4 separate regions of the Mus musculus genome follow, and all the other regions are linked to region 1. Evidence: chromatin contacts called from public HiChIP or PLAC-seq and promoter capture Hi-C data. All regions are on one chromosome and are shown on one strand. Each heading gives the region's core, a stretch centred on a gene start, on an enhancer-like site or on the middle of the called end of the contact. The rest is flanking DNA. Distances are from core to core; before and after follow the strand shown.

Region 1 (5,157 bases), core at 476-2,975:
ACTGTTCAAAAATATTTCAGCATCTTCTAGCTTCACCGGCTTCTCAACTGTGAAACAGGAATGGCTTTCTTCTCATCAAGCAAATGAGCCCTAAGACTTCTAAAGGATGGACCATGGACCTCAGTTCTTGGGCCCCCTTTATATATAAGGCCAACACTGGTTTTAATTTCTATTGGAACAAAGGAACTTTCACTAGAGTGCTTAGAATGTTCAGGGAGGAGAAAAATTCCAAAGCCTCCTAGTCCATACGGCAAAATCAGAATGTTGCAGAAGATCCAGAACACATTAGTCGTATTTGATTCTCTCCGTTAGGCGGTCCTCCTTGTAATGGGAAATAATCTGAATCAGTATGGAACAGTTGATCAGAAGGAAGAACAAACCGGCTAACCAAATAAACAGGAAGGTGTTCTTTCCTTGAAACTCTAGAACATATGCAGGAGCCAGCCATAAGGCCTGTCCTATGAACCAGAACAGTAAGAGGACTACGGCTCTTTTCCAAGGCATCCTCACCAGTGGCATCACCAGAGGCAGAAGGCAGAGATACCAAAGAAAGTACTGAGAGGTGCAGACTTTGTTAAAAGTCACAAAAATGGACGTATGAAGGAAACAGCAGAAGACAAGGTCTCTGTAGTAGGCGAAAGATGCGGCTGACAGCAAGATGAACTGTGGCAGGAACGCCGCAATCCCCAGAGTAAAACTCCACTTGCTCTCGGCAGTCAAATACAGCATATAGAAGTACGGAGAGAAATTATGGCGGATATCCCTCCTAGTTAGGTGATAAAAGTAGGTGTGCTCCAAAAACTCCCAACCGTACTTATAGTAAAAACCGAAGCTCAGGGCAACAAACGTGAGCCCTGCAACTGCTACGAAAAGCAGCACTGCCCAGCTACACAGCCTCCTCAGGAAGTCGTACAAACGAGCCTGGAAAGAGAACCGGGCTTGCCGGAGACGCTCGTCATCGTCGCGCTCGGGCCGCAGATGGAGCGCTATGGGGAGGATGTAGGTCACCGGGTACATCTTCATGTGCACCGCGAAGCCATAGAACACCGCGGCGCACGCGATGAGCCGTTTCTCTATGAAGTACAGGGTCGAGAGAACCAGGGAGGCGACGATGGAGTCCGCGTTGCCCCGGCTGGACACCGCCATGGGCAAAGGGTTGAGAAGCCAGAAGACGCAGTAGCCACAGGCTTGGCGGCGCCCCAGCCCCTTGAGCAGCAGCAGGCGGTACAGGAGGAAGGCGGTGAGGAGATCGCAGCTGATGAAGAGAAACTTGCCGAAGAGTTCGCTGAGGTAGACGTTGGGGGTGAGGAGCCAGCTCAGGAGCGGGGTGTAGCGGTAGGTCGCCCGCAGGTACGGGGAGCGCCCTTCCGTGACGAAGCGCGCGGCGTCCGTGAACACGTGGTAGTCTATGTCGGTGTACCTCACCAGCAGAGTCCGGTCCTGGAAGACACCGTAGAAAACCAGGGCGACCCGGGCCAGGAAGGCCACGCCGAACACCCCGGCGGGCGGCACCCGAAAGTTCAGGATCCATTCCCCCCAGTGCATGGGGTAGCTCATGGTCCGAGTGCGGGCCACCCGCCCGGCCCGGCCCGGCCCCGGGTCCACACTGCGCCCCTCTCGCTAACCGTCCTCGGGCTGACGCCTCTCAGCCGCCGGGAGCATCTCCTCTGCTACAGCACCGACAGGAAGAACCGAGGAATGATCACTTCCGGCACCCCAAGTCCCGCCCCCACGGTACTTCCGGCCTCCAGCCCCGCGCGGGCTCTCAGCTGTCTCCGCGGAACGATTGCCTTCCTCGGGATTGGCTGTCTAGCGTCCGCAGCTTCCTCCGGCGAAGGCGGGATTTCCGGTCCCTTATTGGCGACGCTTCCGCTGTCCGGAAATCCCGGAGTGGCTGAGATGTCGTGGACCTGGGACCTGGGTGAACTTTGTTTTTAGTAACCAGAGCTTCCGCGTTCCCAGCTCAGATCTACGGAGGAGGACGCTGAACACAGTGAGCTGCTACCTGCTGCTACTTACATCCCGCCCAACTGGCTTGGAGGACTGAGAGTGGGAAATACAGATGGAAAGAATAAGCCTAAAATAAAATAGTCTTTTTACCCTGATAAGAAGGTTCCTCCTACCGAAATACGTCTAGATTGTCTCCCCTGGAGTACTGTCAACTCCGTTCTTTTCAAGAACTCTTCAACTAGGTCAAAATCGGCCGTCAACCCACTCCGTTCACCCTACCACTATTAGTTTCTTGCCAAAGACTCCAACTCTTTCATTCTTTTCCTGATTTCTTACTGCACTTATAATTGACTTTTTAAAACTTCATACTCTTTTTTTTTTTTTTTTCTGGTTTTTCGAGACAGGATTTCTCTGTATAGTCCTGGCTGTCTTGGAACTCACTCTGTAGACCAGGCTGGCCTCGAACTCAGAAATTCGCCTGCCTCTGCCTCCCAAGTGGTGGGATTAAAGGCGTGCGCCACCACGCCGGGCCAAGAACTTCATACTTTATTTTACAATGTTTTCAGTTTCAAGTAAATTGTTCGTGAGAGTAGAAAGTATTTCTTTATTTCTTTGTACTTTCTTGTAATGTATTACAGTCTCAGACGCATGGTAACTGACGCAGACTGCCTTGATCTTACAAACTGAGCCTGCCCCTAGGGAATGTCTTCTAGATTACCATAGAAGTGGCTCCATTCGGCCTAGACATCTCTCATCCTACACTTCACATTTATCCTTTGAGTGAGCCGTATTAACCTCTAGTCATAGTCTGGTATGTCTGTGCTTTGATGTAATTACATGGTGTAGATTAATAACTACCTCTATTGGTTTTTTACTATGCATTGCCCATAATATACTGTGATAACACATTACCATTCAAATAACCTTATAACTAAATTGTAGGGTTCTTGAGAGTAGAAAGTATGTATTTCTTTGTACTTCCTTGCATTACAGTTGCAGGCACATGGTAACTGACACAGACTGTCTGGCTTGATCTTAGAAGTCGAGCCTGTCAAGAGTTATTTGAATGATACTGTGTTATCACAGTATACGTGGCCTAAATTATCATAATTGTTATTTGTTAAGGACTTATTCCCAGTTGTCAGACATACTAACTACTTTTTAATGTAAAGTAGATATCCCTATCTGTATCAATGAGCAAAATCAGGATTTATGGAGAATAAATAAAACATAGCCAACTAGTAGCAGAACTGGAATTGAAAGTAGGCCTGTCTAGCCCAGGATAACAATGATTGTGCGACAAACGTTCAAATAAAACGCTGATATGGAATTCTAATTTCCATTTCTTTTTCTCAATCTCTTCTTTAAGTCTTTCTGATATTCTCTCTCATTGTTATGCTTTATATCCCTGGTTTGATATTTCTCTTCCTTTGTGAGTTATAGGTAAGTGACGCTCAGTCTCCATAAAGAATATAAGAGAGATGTCTGAATATAAGTAAAGGGTTCTTCTTGGTAGGTGTTGTTGTTGTGATTGTTGTATTCTGGCAGAAAAGCCTCAGCTAGTTCTCCCTCTATGGCTGGCCTAATAAGTAGGAGAGACACCAATTCAGGAAGGAAAGGAAACTGCTAATCAAAAGAATCAGTCTCTCCCTGGAGTCGCATGAGCGAGCTGCAGAAAGTGGCAGAGCTTTTGAACAGATACTATTTCCTGCCGTGGGGTCGGAACCTGGGAAGTGTTCCCCACTGTACTGGCTGGCTGTGTGTGTCAACTTGACCCAGGCTGGAGTTATCACAGAGAAAGGAGCTTCAGTTGGGGAAGTGCCTCCATGAGATCCAGCTCTGGGGACATTTTCTCAATTAGTGATCAAGGGGAGCAGGCCCCTTGTGAGTGGCACTATCTCTGGGTTCTATAAGGAAGCAGGAGCTGATGCAGAGCTATGGAGGGATGTTCCTTACTGGCTCGCTTCCCCTGGCTTGCCTGAATTTGCAATGTATCTGTTAAGGGATCTTACCTTAACAAGGGAAGGAGCAAGAAAAGGACTGGGTGAAACCATTATTGAAATGTTCCAGTGTGAGGAAAAGTCAGCAGGAAGGGCTGGCCACTGGATGGGAAGTTCTTCCAACAGAGCCTAGTTGAACCCTCCTCTCCCCAAACTCAGCCTATGAGTTCAAACCTTGATAACAAGATAGGTTTCCCTTTCTAAAAGGAGACACAGTGAGAACAAGAGATGCATCCAGTTTATTTAGTAGTTTGTTCTGAACAGACAAAAATAAACCAAAAATGCCTCACACATCTTTTTTTTTCTAAATACATTTGACCTGGTTTAGTCTTTAATGCAGCGTGTAGAGAAATCATCCCTAGATTCTTCTGTTTCAGTAGCACTGGCCAATACTGGGCCTGCAAGCCCAGCTATGCACAGCATAGGTAATGTGTTATTTTGCAAAGAAACTAGGTTAGCTAGCATGGGTAAAGGTTTGTGGTAGCAAGCCTTGGAGAATGTGCAATGTCCCTGGCTAATAGCCACATTACGACTGCTTTTCTTTTTCTGCTGACCTCAGGGAAATCCCTGCATAGTGCTAGCTGGTGTGGGTTTCAGAGAGTGGGAGGAACAGTAGGGAGCAGCCAGAATGAAGTGAAGCCCAGGTTAGGGATTTCAGAAGCTTTGCATAGAACTGCATCAGCCTCTGGGGAAGAGGAAAGCAGAATTCTGCATTTCCATCAAGAAGCCTTGTAGCCATCGCATTCACCTGCCTCCACGCCGGGGCTGAGACGATGACAGATGAAGTACCCTCTTTAGGATTTCTCTATATAGGCTTGGGCCTCTGCCTTGAGAGTATCTTGAGCTCAACAGCTCATCAGTCCTAGGGCTTGCATTCTAGTGTTTGCATTTGACACACCCCCCCGTACTAAAATTTCAGCTTCTCAATTTTTAATGATGGGGCCTAGACCTACAGCTCCCATCTTGGTGGAAGAAGAGAGGAAAATGGAAGGATGCTTTTGTTTGCTCGCTTGCTCGATCGCTTACTTGCTCCCTTGCTTGCTTGTTTTAGAACTTGTTCAGCGGCAGGTTGTTGGCCAGGGATTGTGTGAGTGGTAGATTTTCCTACTTCTCCATGAGTGGAGCATCCCTGTGTCCCATTTCCTCCTAGTTTTCCTCTTGTCCTGCCAGCACAATTCATCAAACCTCGACGGATGCTCCTTTATTT
Region 2 (4,600 bases), core at 684-3,183, 1.0 Mb after region 1:
ACTATTCCAAATTACAGAGAACTCAAACTGACCAAATCCACAATATCGTATCAGCCCCTCAAAATTTCTAGTCTCAATGGCTCATAGCAAGAAAGGTTCCAAGTCAACACTTCTGGGAATGAACCATCACCCTGATACTGTCTCGCCTTCCTCAATACCTTATTCCGTCTAGTTTCTTACAACATGAGTGGTAGGGGGACTGGAAGGGGGAAAGTTACAGCCAAAGACAGCTCTTCCTTCCCATCAGGTCACTCACGAGGCCAGACTCAAACTTCACCTCTTCCCTCAGCACACAATGAAAACAAAATGACCACTAAAGCAACATCCACTCACGTCTACACTCCGGTAGGAAACGGTGGTTTTGTTTTGTTTTGTTTTTGTTTTTTTTCCTAAATACGCATATTGACACCTCCTCCCCCTCCTACAACTTGAGGGTCAGTAAAGGTAAGCATATTTAATTAGCCTGTTACCTAGAGGCCAGTCTGTCTCTTCTATTTCCTCCTCAGGCTTCCAGAGCCTCCACCTTGGTATATAAGGCTCCAGAAAAGTCTCTTTCCCTATTCTTGTAATGCTAATTGCAAGAAAAGAAAAAAAGAAACCTAGGAAAGAGCTTTACTAATCTCCCTATTTGTAACCAGGAAAAACAAGGAAGCAAGCGGGTGTTTTGGAAAGCAAATCCGGTTGAACCCTCATTCAACCCCAATTCTCCAAACCCACATGACCATTCCTTTCTGCCCTTCCCACCCTATTAAAAGCTAAGCGCCTGGCAATTAAAATTGGCTGCAACTGATACTGCTTAACTCTGCTGCCCTTCCACAGGGGGGAAAGGGAAACCCCCAAACCCTCTATCACCCGTGCAGCTCCACTGCCCTATCTTCCCCCCTTCCTTTCAAACTTTCCTCCGGGTCTCTCACTTTCTACGTTACCCCGGCACATCGCCACTCTCTCCATCCGCCAAGCCCCGCTTCTCTTCTCCTCTTCCACCCCAATTCTCCCCTTAGGCCCTTCCGCTTCCAATTTGAACACTTTGAAAAACCTCCCTCCGGCACACGTCTCAAGTCCAATCCAACCCCCCCCCCCAACCCCCGCCACCTCCCACGTCCTCACCACGGCGCTCACGGGAGTCCAGCCCTCCCTGCAGCCACATGCCACCAGCCCCCGTCCCCTCCACACCCTCAACCTCTCCCTCCGGCTCCTACCCCTTCCCCAGCGCTGGCTCGCAGCCCCGCTCCCCACCTCGGCCTCTTTACTGCCCCTGGCCTGGGCCAGCCTGGGCCCTTGTTTACGCCCCTCCCCAGGCTCGCACTCCTGCGCCCCGACCCCTGCCCTCTCCCACAGTTGCCATCTCCCCTGCACGCCCCCCTCGGCCGCTCCCCTTCCCCCACCTCGCAGCGTCCCGTCACCTCCCTCTCCGGAGGTTCTCCGGGCTGGACGTCGCCACCGCCTCCCCCTTCCACTTTCCTTCCCCAAGCCCTTGGCGGCCCCGCCCGGCCCCGCCCCGTCCCACTCGACTCCCCCTCCCCACGCCGGCCGGCCGCCCCGCCGCCTCACTCTCGGCTCAGCCTCGGCGCCGCCATGTTGGATCCATCCGCGCCGCTCTCCGGGGCCTGCGCCTCACGGAGCCGCATCCGGGCTCCAGCCGCCGCCGCCTCCGCCGCCGCCGCCGCCGCCGCGGGCGTGGGGGAGGGGAGGGCCGGGCGGGGGTGGCTGCATCCTGCACAGCGCCTCCCGGAACCTGGCCGGTTAGTGTCGGCTTCGAGACCATAACGAGGCATGAGCGGAGGAGCCATACTAGGTGAGGGCAGCCTGGCAGCGGCATTAAGCGGGGAGTGGGTAGCTTCACGTCGGCAAGAGAGGCTGGAGACTGGCAGCCATCTTGCTTAGGGGCAAGCTGGCAACGCAGGGTTCTCCTAACGGCGGCGGCGGGGAGGTTCTAAGAAGCGGAGAGAGAACGTATTTGAAGGTGGAAGCCTTGGTGGCGCCCGAGCTGGCTGGTATCGGGCTCGAAGGCCCTCGGGAGAGAGGGGCTGGCAGCCATGATACGTAAGGGCGGAATCGGCCGGGGGTCGGACTGCCCGGTGAACTGAGGTGAAAGGTCACGATCTGGAGTTCACCTTTGCCTTGAACTTCCTGTCACTCTGACGTTCTGAAACCCGAACCTCGCAGCCGCGCTTCTCACCCTCTCTCGGAATTCATCCCTTCAGTGTTTTCCTTTTGAGCTCCCATTTTCCTATGGAAAAGTCGCCTCAGCTGACGGGTGAAGGACGGCTGAGAATTGAATTGGGGGTGGGATGGGCTCGAGTATGTTCTGGAGCTGCCGAGAGCCTGCTGTGGCTAAAGGAAGAGGTAATACAAAGGGCTTTGAGATAGGGAGCTATGACTCAAGACCTTGCAAATTTATTTTATCCTAAGGGCAGTCGAAGAGGCTTTGAAGGGTCTAAACAGAGGTGTGAACAGTTAGTTATATTTGTATTGTAGAGAGATCACAGCTTGCCAGCTCTGGGCATGTTAGTGCCAGCCTGAAGCCTGAGGCAGGAGGATTACTTGAGCCCTGGAGATGGAGACCAATTTGGACTTAATTTAAGCGAAGAAGACCGCAAGGATGTTAGAGCACTGTAGAAGAATGCGTTCTTAGCACGGTTAGGCCTGACGTTCGGTCCCTGGGGAGTGGAGCTGGGTAGGGAGAGAGATCAATTATGAAGCTAAAGAAGAGACAGTGGCGATGTGTAGGTAGGAAGGCATGTGTTGGATAAGGAAATATGAGTGTCCTGACTTGAATAACTGGGTTACGTTATTTTTAGTTTCAAGAGATCTGCGGGATATCTTTTAGGCAAGTATATATGAATTAGTGTGGTTTGAAACCAAGAAAGTTGAAAGTGTGCTTGCGCATGTCTGGATATTCTTGGAGCCATAAGAGAGAAAAATGGCCTAAAGAGGAGGATGTGTGCATTCGAGGAGTGAGATGAGGGAAGGAAGCAGAAAATAGGACAGCGAGGAGGCACAGACAGGAAGCCAGACAGAGAAAAGTATCAAGGAAACTTGTTACAAGTATCAAGAGTAAGCGATTAGGTAAGATGTGGACTAAAATGTGTGGTTCGGAATGTGGAAGAAATGAAGGTCACTAGGTAAACTTGGAGAAAGTTGTTACATAGAGGTATAGGGTAACAACCAGATCCAAGTGGAAAGATACAATGTGTAAAAAGTTTTGTGGCTACTCACACTAAGGTTTGTAATCCCAGTTTTCAAGAAGCGGGAGGATGGGATTTGAGGCAAAACTGGACCTATTTAATGAGCAACAGACCAGCCAGACCCAGTAGTAAAAAGGCAAAAGTAAAAAGCCCTTTTCTCAGTGTTTATTGGGGGGAGGGGGAGAAGTGGGGGAGCTGTCAGTAAGTTGTCGTGTGGAGGAGAATTTAAAAGAAAAAGGAAGGTTTTCACCAGTTTGTAGTAGTGCATACCTTTAATTCCAGAGGCAGAAACAGGCAGATCTCTGAGTCAAGGCCAGCCTGGTCTACAGAGTGAGTTCCAGGACAGCCAGGGCTACACAGAGAAACCCTGCCTCAAACAAGAGGGAAGAAGGAAAGAGGAAAGGAAAAGAATGAATTTGAGGTAACGTGATCCTCCCAGGTGACTGGGCTGTACATTAGCAAGACCTTTGTCAGTAGCTTATCCAAGATAGAATGACTGATAACAAGAAAACTGACATGCAGGCTGGGGGGAAATGCTCAGAGCTACACAGAAAACCTGGTTTAGGGGGCAGAGGGGTTGTTTCTTGTTTTTTAAAAACCGTAATGTTGTAGTGAAAGAGAATACTCATGGCGATTACAGTAGGAGAGACCTTTGTCTCGAAAAAAAAAATCCGTATAGAGGATTTTTGTTGTTGTTGTTGTTGTTTGGTTTGATTTTTTTTTGCTTTTGTTTTTTGAGACAACAACCAGGTCGTGATCCACCTGCCTCAGCCTCCTGAGTTCTGGGATTAAAGGCATGTGCCACTGTGTGTGTGTGTGTGTGTGTGTGTGTGTGTGTGTGTGTGTGTGTGTGTGTGTGTGTGTGTGTTTGTGTGTGTGTATTTCTGTCTTAAGAGGAACTGAAGGGCCGGGTATGGTGGCGCATGCCTTTAATCCCAGCACTTGGGAGGCAGAGGCATGTGGATCTCTGAGTTCAAGGCCAGCCTGGTCTACAGAGTGAGTTCCAGGACAGCCAGGGCTATACAGAGAAACCCTGTCTCGAAAAACCAAAAAAAAAAAAAAAGAGGAACTGAAGGGATGGCTCAGCAGTTGAGAGACTGAATTCTAGAACACTTTGGACATCAGTTCCAGTTTCAGAGGATCTGGCACTCTCCTAAGGGCCCCCGCATACATGTACACATACAAACATGCACATAAATATTTTTAAATCTAAAAGTGATCTAGCTAGGTCACTTCTGATCTCTGAAGGAATCAAACATAGTAGGGAGATCCCTCTGCATCCATGTTCATTTGTTGTAGCACTAGTCACAATATTTATGTTTTGGACTTTGCCTAATGCCCATCAACAGGTGAAGGGCTAACAGGAATGGGATTTTATTCCGTCAAAAAAAATGCAATCCTCTTGTTTGCAG
Region 3 (4,633 bases), core at 886-3,385, 1.1 Mb after region 1:
GATGCACATAACAAAATTAAAATAATTATGTCACAGCAATTGTAAAACCAATTTCAAACCACTGTTCCCTGACCACATCACTGTGACTGCACGCGCACACACACACACACACACACACACACACACACACACACACACACACACTAAAATAAATAAACACAGATATAAATTTTATTTACCTTAGGAGATCTTTAGTGAAGCATTACAAAGATGTGTTAGCTACATCTAATATCTTTATAAAGAGCTGTGTGGCATGCTAGTAAGATTCAAAACCTCTAGACTTGGTGGTGTGCCTGTAATACCAGTACTTGGGACATGGAGACCTGGGAGTCAGGAATTCAGATACATGAGACCTGTCTCAAAAACCAAAGCAACACTGAGAATGAAAGGAAGAAACTAAGAACATACTATCAAACAACATAGGGGAGAGAGGACAAGAACACTCTATTAGCCAAGCAGGGTACAGAACATCTTTAACCCCAGCACTCCAATTGCAAGGGGCCTTTGGATCCTGTGAGTTCAAGGGCAGCCTGGTCTACACAGAGAATTCTAGGACATCCAGGAGTACACAGACCTTGTCTCAAAAGAAAAACAAATAATCTACCAAACAACACAGGGAAATCATCTGGGATGGAAAAACCCAACATCATTTATTTGTAGCTCAGCCTGTGATGACAGACACTCACCATCAGGTCTGGTTGATGTAATAATGGGGATCCAACTCCATTTCTGTGCATTCTAGGCAAGAATTCTAACACTACACTACGTCCTCAGCCCTTAAAACTATATTTGAGTGTTTGTTTTTTCACCTAGAGGACTGGAGATACAGCTCAAGATTTAAGCGCACTTGCTACTCTTGCAGAGGATCAGTCTTCAGTTCTCAGCACCCACATGGAAGTCATGTCTGTAACTCTGGTTCCAGGGCATCTGTTGCCCTTTACATGCCTCTACTGGCACTGCATGCACATGGTACCTTACATACATGCTGGTAAAACACTCACATGACATACAAATATATAAATTTAAATTGAAGTTGAAGGGGCACACATGCCACGGCATAGGTATGTAAGTCAGAGGACAGCATGTCTTGTTTTTCTTTCTTTCTTTCCTTCTTTCTCTTTTTTTGGGTAGGGGGTTGTTTTGGTTTTGAGGGGTTTTTTGTTTGTTTGTTTTTTGGGATTTTTTTGTTTTTGTTTTTGTTTTGAGACAGGGCTTCTCTGTGTAGCCCTAGCTGTTCTGGAACTCACTCTGTAGACCAGGCTGGCTCTCAAACTCAGAGATCTGCCAGCCCTCTGTCTCCTGAGGGCTGAGATTAAAGATGTGTGACACCACCATCTTGGAATTTGTTCTCTTTGTAGACTCAAACTCACCAAGGTTAAAACTCTAGAGTCCTCTGCCTCCCAAATGCTGGGATCGAAAGTGTGCAATCACAGCAGCTGTGGCATATGGAGTTTGTTCGTTTTAAATTGAGTTGCAGCAATCTTCTGATCTTGACCCCTAAGCTCTGGGATAACACATGTGGGCCACCAAGCTTATTGAGGTTTCTTGGTTTCAAACGAATTTAGAAATTACCCAACCAGCACTTGGGAGACAGAGGCAGGCAGATCTGTGAGTCGGAGGCCAGCCTGGTCTAATAAAAAAACAACAAATTACCAGATGACTTGCCATAGGCTTAGAATAGGCATTCAGTGACTGTTAGTCATTTGGGTGAATTCATCTAAGAAGAAATCGTTTCTATATACTTAATATATAGCACACAAAAGATATTCAGTAACTCTTTGGAAAAAAAAGTTTTATCTTTAGGATGGTTTTAAAACCTAAACAGATTAATTTTGAAGTAAGCAATAGCTCCGGGCCATTTTGTATGTGTTAGAGGCAAGTCTGTGGTATATAGGACCCAATGTCCTTTAAAAAACAAACAAGCTTACATACTTCCTAATTCAGTTGTGTTAATTATTCAGGACAGGGATGGAAAGTAAGGAAGTCACTCTGGAGAACAAAGACGTTAAATTGCGCATCTTAGGAGATAGGACTTTGAAGACAGTCTAGAAAAACCTGAAATTCAAACAACTTTGCTGGTTTGGGAAGGTCTTGAGTTTTTCCCAAGATTGCTTCTGAGCATGAACGGAAGTCGTTCTCTGAGCAGGCTCCGGTGATTTAATGATAGGTGGACAGAGTAGCCCGCCTCCATTCTGTTCTTCCGGACGCTCACACCCGTAGGTCAATTTTATTTCCTTACAATAAATAAATAAAAATCGAATGCATTCAGGGTCCGCTTTAAAGCCATCCAACGCCTCCTCTTCCCACAGTAAAGATGGCGACGCCGTGAGTAAGTGACAAGCAACTGCACTTCCGCAGTTTTCCTGCTCCCTGGTCCAAGATGGCGGACGAGGCCACTCGGCGGGTCGTGTCTGAGATCCCGGTGCTGAAGACCAACGCCGGACCCCGAGATCGGGAATTGTGGGTGCAGCGACTAAAGGAGGAATATCAGTCCCTGATCCGGGTCAGTTTTACTCCTGTGCTTGACCGCGTAGCAGAGGGGTGGCGAGTAACCAGGTGTCCCCGGGAATTGGCTCCGGGTGGAAGCCGCTTCCGGTTTTAAAGTTTAAATTCTAAATTCATATAAATGCGATTGTTTGGGGGGCTGGGGGCGTTACGGGTGGCCGGAGGGAGGATGCAGAAGAGATTCCGGCTAGGAGCACAGTAGGGCTAGACTTTGAAGGAAAAAACAGCAGTATTCCGGGAAGGTGACGTGTCCCTCTCGCACCAGGTGCTTGCTCTGCTGGCTGTGGTAGGGGGTCAAAGTACTTCTTAGCGCCTGAAGAAGTGTCTGTGCATCACTGCTCTTTCATTCTTCATGATGAAATGGATGGAATTAATGTCAGGACTGAAAACCTAAAGTGTTTAGAGGTAGAGAGAGAGATGTTTTTAGTTATAAATTAGCCATCCTTTCAGCTAATTCCTGTTATGGGAAGAGAAAGATTGCCCTCCTTTTGGTGCTTTCTATCTGCTTCAAAACCCAGTAGATCGCTTGCAGTATATGTGGCCTCACTGAGAAACTGGCGAGTGCTTGCGTAGCATGCAAGATGTCCTTGGGTTCCATCTCTGGCACCTCATAAATTGATGAGGCTCATATGTTCTCTGTACCCAGGATGTGGAGCCAGGATTGGAAGCTCGGGTCGTTTTTTAGACTGCATAATGAATTCAAAGCCAGTCTGGACTATAGGAGACCCTGCCTCAAACCACAACAATAAAACATATTATTGTGTTACTAGTATCTATTGAGAGTATATAAAACCGAATAAGAATGGCCCTACTGAGGTTGACAGAAACAGTATTAAACTGTGTTTAAGTGGAGAGACAGAGACATAACTAGGGTATTTTGAGAACATGGGGAGGAAGGAGTAAGGTGTAGCGAGGATTCTGGAATTTTGGTTTCTTTAAAACAGAAGCATAAGAATATGTTTTTGTTTTAATCCCAGGTGTGGGGATGTGGCACAGGTTCAAAGCAGCTGACTATGATTTGCCTTGTTCTCGAGCAGAGGCCTGGTTTTGCCAGCTGCAGATGGTTTCTGGGATTGCATGACAATTGGAATTCTGGGAAATGTTCAGAAAGTATATAAATACTAGAGCTCTGCCAGCATTTGCAGGTTGTTGGTTACTCAGGGCGTTGGCTGTGATTTGTTAGTAGTCTTGTTTAAAGAAACAAGAGGGAACTTAGGTATGCCTCCCCTTCTCACTCCATTTTCTTTCTTGCCTATCTAGTGATAGGGGATGAAGCTGGGGAATAAAGGGTGGAGAAAACAAGAAACCATAAAGTAGCTAAAACACCAGCCATGATAAGGCTTCTTAGAAGTGGTAAAACTTGAATTAAAACTTAAAAGTATAAATACAGGGCCAGAGAGAGATGGCTCAGTTTGTAAAGCACCTTCTGCAAAACCTAAACAAACCTTAGTTTGATCCATGAAACCCACAGTAGAGGACAACTGGCTCTTCAGGTTGTCCTTTAAATACCACAGGCAACACCTTGGCGTACACCACACACACACACACACACACACACACACACACACACACACACACACACACACATTTGCATATGAAACCTAAGGTAGGGGCTGGAGAGATGGCTCAGCGGTTAAGAGCACTGACTGCTCTTCCAAAGGTCCCGAGTTCAATTCCCAGGAACCACATGGTGGCTCCCAGCCATCCGTAAAGAGATCTGACACCCCCGTCTTGTGTGTCTAAAGATAGCTACAGTGTACTTACCTATAATAATAAATCTTAAAAATAAAAATAAAACCTAAGGTAGGAAAAGGATGTTCAAGATGTAAGGACAAGAGTGAAGAAATGGCTCCCTCTGCCCTTGTAGAGGACCTGGTTTGGTTCCCAGCGCTTACATGACTGCTCACAACCATCCATAAACTCCAGGTTCAGGGGTTCGGATTCCCTCTTCTAGTCAGCATGAGCAGAGCAAAGGATGCCAGCTAGGAACAGCATGGTGTAAGCAGAAAGCTTCCGGGATGCTGAGGTAGGAAGAGTGAAGCTAGCTTGGACAGTTTCAAAGCCTTCTTGAGTTGTGTCTTAACATTTTACCGCTGTGAAGAGACACCTTGACCAAGGCAACTCTTAA
Region 4 (4,602 bases), core at 1,132-3,631, 1.0 Mb before region 1:
GAGGTAACATTTAAACAATTACAGAGATAAATAGAAAGAGTAATTCTTATATCTTGGAGCTAGATCTAAGGGAAGGTATACAGCCTTATCTATGTACTAAATCACAATGGATTATTCACTTTGCAGTGACTGGCTGTATGCTAGTTTACCTTATTGAAGCAGTAAATGTGATGTTATTCAGTTTCACCAAAAAGTACATCAGAAAGCATTATTCTGGGATAATGATAAATGGCGTTTCCCCACAAGATGTATAAATGGGACTTTTAAAAACATGACTAACATAATATGCATCATTCTGTGTAAAGAATAATCTTAAGTGTATTTTTAAAAAGAAGAAAACAAACATGGAAATATCATATGAAGCGATATAAGATGGTTACACAAGATTCAAACATTTCAACTGACAGAACGCACATGAATTAGACTCATGGGTTTAAAAAGAATGCTAAACTGGAATAAAACCCACTGTGGTGCCTGTGGTGTTTAAAAAAGACACAGTGGGGGAAATTGAAGTGCTGAGTAGCTGCAAAGCAAAAAATACGTGAACATATGTATCAGGCACTAAGCACAAAAACTCTAGTTAGAGCAGCTCTATCAATATTAGTCAGAGAAGACTATAAGACAAATAGTGCCATTAAGGACAGAGTTGCTATACAACAATTAAATGTTAAAGTCATCAAGGTAATATAACCAACAATTCTAAACAGTAAGCACCTCATTGAATAAAGTCAACAGTTGTAAACAAAATTTGACAGTTCTCCACTAACAAATGGCAAATGTACCATGATGGTCAGAAATTACAAAACATTTCCTTCAGTAACTAACGCTTTAAATAGCCAAGAATAAAATAAAACAAAAAGCAAAAAAGTAGAAAAGTTGAACAACATAATTAACAACTATGTTCTGATACTTAGAAATACTTACCACACTTTCGGTAAGGGCACAAAGGTTATCACTGAGTTCCAAAGAGTAGTTACTGTATTAGTTTCTTTTTTTTCTTCAATTTTTAATATTTAAATGTATTTTATACATCAAACATATTAATAATATTGAGCATTTTGAGAATCAAATAGTCTGTAAAAATGTGTTCAACTTTTATATTGATATCCTTTCATACCCTAAAAATATCATTAATGAATATTTAATACAGGAGAACACAGTAAACAGCTATAAGCACTTAAAGAGGCAACACAAAAATCTCTTAAAGAATTACAGGAAAAAACAATCAAACAGGTAAAGGAAATGAACAAAATCATCCAAGATCTAAAAATGGAAATAGAGACAATAAAGAAATCACAAAGGGAGACAACCCTGGAGTTAGAAAACCTACAAAAGAGATCAAGAGTCATAGATGCAAGCATCACCAACAGAATACAAGAGATAGAAGACAGAATCTCAGATGCAGAAGATACCATAGAAAATATTGACAAAACAGTCAAAGAAAATGCAAAAAGCTCTTAACCCAAAACATCCAGAAAATCCAGGACACAATGAGAAGATCAAACCTAAGGATAATAGGTATAGAAGAGAGCGAAGATTCCCAACTTAAAGGGCCAGTAAAGATTTTCAACAAAAATATAGAAGAAAACTCCCCTAACCTAAACAAAAAGATGCTCATGAACATACAAGAAGTCTACAGAACTCCAAACTGGACCGGAAAAGAAATTCCTCCTGTCATAATAATCAAAACACCAAATGCACCAAACAAAAAAAGAATATTAAAAGTGGTAAGGGAAAAAGGTCAAGTAACATAAAGTCAGACCTATCAGAATTACACCAGACTTCTCCACAGAGACTATGAAAGCCAGAAGATCCTGGGTAGATTTCATATAGACCCTAAGAGAATACACATGGCAGCCCAGGCTACTATACCCAGCAAAAATCTCAATTACCATAGATGAAGAAACCAAAATATTCCATGACATAACCAAATTTACACAATATTTTCTCATAAATCCGGCCCTACAAAGTATAATAGATGGAAAACACCAACACAAGAGGGAAACTACACCCTAGAAAAAAGCAAGAAAGTAATCTTTCAAAAAAACTAAAAGAATATAGCCACACAGATATAATTCCACCTCTAACAACAAAAATAACAGGAAGTAGCAATCACTTTTCCTTAAATATCTCTTAGCAATCACTTTTCCTTAATATCTCTTTTCAGTTCCCCGCAAAAGACAGAATTGGATATGTAAACAGGACCCAGCATTTTGCTGTATTAGTTTCTTTTCTGTTTTGATAAAATGTCATGAACATTAGCAACATAGGGGAGAAGTAGGTTTTAATTTTACTTACAGGTCCATGAGGGTGGATTTCATCACGACAAGGAAAAAACCTAGCAGCTAGTTAAGGAAGCATGGCGGCAGACAGGACAGGAAGCAGGCAGGACAGGAAGCAGGCAGGTTGTGATTCTTGCTCAGACAAAGAAACAGAGTTACAAGTGAGACCGCCTATCACCTCTCACAGGCCGCCCTCAGTGACCCACTTCCTCCAATAAGGTTTCTCCAGTAAGTTCCTCCTTGTGAAAGTCCCAAGACCTTCCGGAGCCACCAGCCGGCATATATTCAAACCTCAACAGATACCATAGGAATGATCCTTCCCCCAAATTCCAGGGATTTAACTATGGAAATGGGAAAGCAGGATCCAATTGGAACTAGACTGAAATAAACTTGCTATTACCTAATAAAGTAAAGGAAATAGAGATTAAAAGCACATATAATTTTTAAAAGATGCCATGTCACTTGAACATTTGGGATTATGGAGTAACATTATCTGCTTGGCATTTCTTTCTTTTTTTTTTTTTTTTTTTTCTATTTGATTCCGTGTCTGATTTTTTTTTAATTGTTCTTTTGTGTTACTACCATGCTGGGTTTTTTTTTCCCCACATTTTTTTTATTAGATATTTTCTTCTTAGATTAAGGTTACTTAGAATTTTGAGCTCTGATGCTTTCAAGCTAACGTTACATCACAGGCTTTCTGTCATGCCATTATTCTCACCTTTTATCGAGAAATAGCTCCCTGGCCCCTATGTTTCTTCCCCCTTCAGCTAGAAATCAAAAGCCCTCTTCTAAATATAAATTCATGTCAATAAAACACCTACAGACCAACACACCCAGAAAATCAGAGTTCCTTTTAGGCTCAGTCTGGGTCAACCCTCTGAACAATATATTCTAATTCCTGCCACGGCCAAATGCACTTTCTTTTGTAAAGGTCTCAGTTGTGGTGCAATAAAAGATAACTTCTGTTCCTCAGTCAACTGAAGGTTTAGAACCAGGCTTCCTGCAGCCTTATTCTTTTCTAGAATACAGTCAATACTAATCCCTCTTTCTAACCTCAGAAACCCAGGACTCTCTTTCCTCTTAATTTACTGATTAGCAAAATGGTCCTAAAGCTTTCTCTAGAAAACTTCTGACATATCTTACTTACCTCAGGGGATTTTCTTCTCTCCAAAGCAGCCTTAGTTCTCAACTCAGGGACTGGTGTATGTCCTGAGAGTTCAAACCATCCGCCTCACAAAGATTTTCACTATGAGTAGTAGGACATGAAAATCATGAAAATCAGGTCTTGGGAGACAGAAAGCAGAAAGTACTCTCAACTATCTTCTTTCACTTTGAAGCTTGGCTAGTCCTGGCCCTATAGCTGAGTCCTAAACCCTGATGCTGGGGCAAAATAATTATATATTAAGGCTCTGCCCAAGCAAATGCTAGTTTTCAGTTTCCTTTTTACAAGCCTCAGCAGAGTTTCTCCTCCAGCTGTGAGGTCTCAACCAGAGGTATTTTAGATATAGGGAACTCCACAAAAGTTATTTCCTGCTTTACCAGGGAGTTCATAGCCTAAGGGACAAGCCCAGCCCAATGCACACCACCCACTCACTTACTGGTGGTTGGTTTTCTTTGATTTCAACATCAACACACAAAAAAGGGTGGGCTCTGCATAATCAGATCTCTTGATTGACAGGCTGCCCTCACACAGCTTCCATTACCCAACCTTGCCCTAGTGACTGTAGTGCACTTTACACTTGTAAATTGGTATGCATTGTTTGCTCAGGGAGAGGCTGGTTCTATCCTCCTGCTACTTCAGAGAATATTTGTCTTACAGTGTCCTCCAGGGCTTCTTGTCTGGGGATGTCTGGTTTTCCATCTCTGTTACAAGGAGGACAAAACAGCTCAAGAATAAAAATATGACCTTCTTAAAAACTAGGTCAATCATTTCCAACATGTTTTAACTGTGATGTATACAGGTCTACAGTGTGAAGGTCAGCCATGGAGAGAAACTTAACTGCCTTAACTTCCTGGTTTGGTTTTTGCTGAGTATCGTAAGCATCCCGTTTAATGCTGTTTTTTTCTAACTGTAGGTATTGGTTCTTCTCGTTGGAATTCTCACCCTCACTCTTCTCTGCCCAGGACTCTCTCTCTCTCTATTGGAAACTTCAAAGGAGTGTCCCCAAAGGGCCTTCCCCAGCCTGTCCCCACTCTCACTTGATGAAGATTTGTCCCTTCACTATTGCTTTGTCTTTATGTTGACTTACTGAACAAAACCGAAAATGCATTCATCACTGCCGTTTGCATCGCTTTTGTTATCGTACTTTAGTATTAGTTG

Evidence for each region. Promoter capture Hi-C pulls out the DNA fragments that hold promoters and counts their contacts. HiChIP or PLAC-seq counts read pairs in DNA pulled down with a chosen protein or histone mark.
Region 2: an H3K27ac HiChIP or PLAC-seq map of regulatory T cells shows a contact between it and region 1, with 6 times the contacts expected there. The contact joins the promoter of Dedd here to the promoter of Pigm in region 1. A contact is called at or near these places in 2 of 39 promoter capture datasets (cranial neural crest and liver) and 2 of 115 datasets of contacts at active chromatin or transcription factors (microglia and regulatory T cells).
Region 3: a contact with region 1 is called in a promoter capture Hi-C map of liver, with 2.8 times the contacts expected there. The contact joins the promoter of Ufc1 here to the promoter of Pigm in region 1. A contact is called at or near these places in 4 of 39 promoter capture datasets (3T3-L1-derived adipocytes, hippocampal neurons, liver and 1 more), 2 of 484 Hi-C or Micro-C datasets (CD4 T cells and CD8 T cells) and 1 of 9 other capture datasets (liver).
Region 4: a contact with region 1 is called in an H3K4me3 HiChIP or PLAC-seq map of embryonic stem cells, with 8 read pairs. The contact joins the promoter of Aim2 here to the promoter of Pigm in region 1. A contact is called at or near these places in 8 of 39 promoter capture datasets (the 3T3-L1 cell line, the HPC-7 cell line, HPC-7-derived erythroid cells and 4 more) and 5 of 115 datasets of contacts at active chromatin or transcription factors (the 230-238 cell line, embryonic stem cells, large pre-B cells and 1 more).

The regions. Positions count from the first base shown.
Region 1 is chr1:172,373,099-172,378,255 of GRCm38.p6, reverse strand. Pigm (phosphatidylinositol glycan anchor biosynthesis, class M) reads right to left here and starts at 1,725. Exons shown (of 1, transcript NM_026234.4): 1 at 1-1,725. The coding sequence starts at 1,557. The coding sequence ends at 286. It overlaps Kcnj10 (potassium inwardly-rectifying channel, subfamily J, member 10), which reads right to left. Exons shown (of 2, transcript NM_001039484.1): 2 at 4,171-5,157.
Region 2 is chr1:171,326,478-171,331,077 of GRCm38.p6, reverse strand. Dedd (death effector domain-containing) reads right to left here and starts at 1,933. Exons shown (of 6, transcript NM_001128609.1): 1 at 1,552-1,933. Gm20045 (a long non-coding RNA gene) reads left to right here and starts at 3,764. Exons shown (of 2, transcript XR_865726.1): 1 at 3,764-4,184.
Region 3 is chr1:171,292,504-171,297,136 of GRCm38.p6, reverse strand. It overlaps Ufc1 (ubiquitin-fold modifier conjugating enzyme 1), which reads left to right and starts at 2,135. Exons shown (of 7, transcript NM_025388.3): 1 at 2,135-2,216; 2 at 2,310-2,503. The coding sequence starts at 2,381.
Region 4 is chr1:173,418,383-173,422,984 of GRCm38.p6, reverse strand. Aim2 (absent in melanoma 2) reads right to left here and starts at 2,381. Exons shown (of 9, transcript NM_001013779.2): 1 at 2,299-2,381.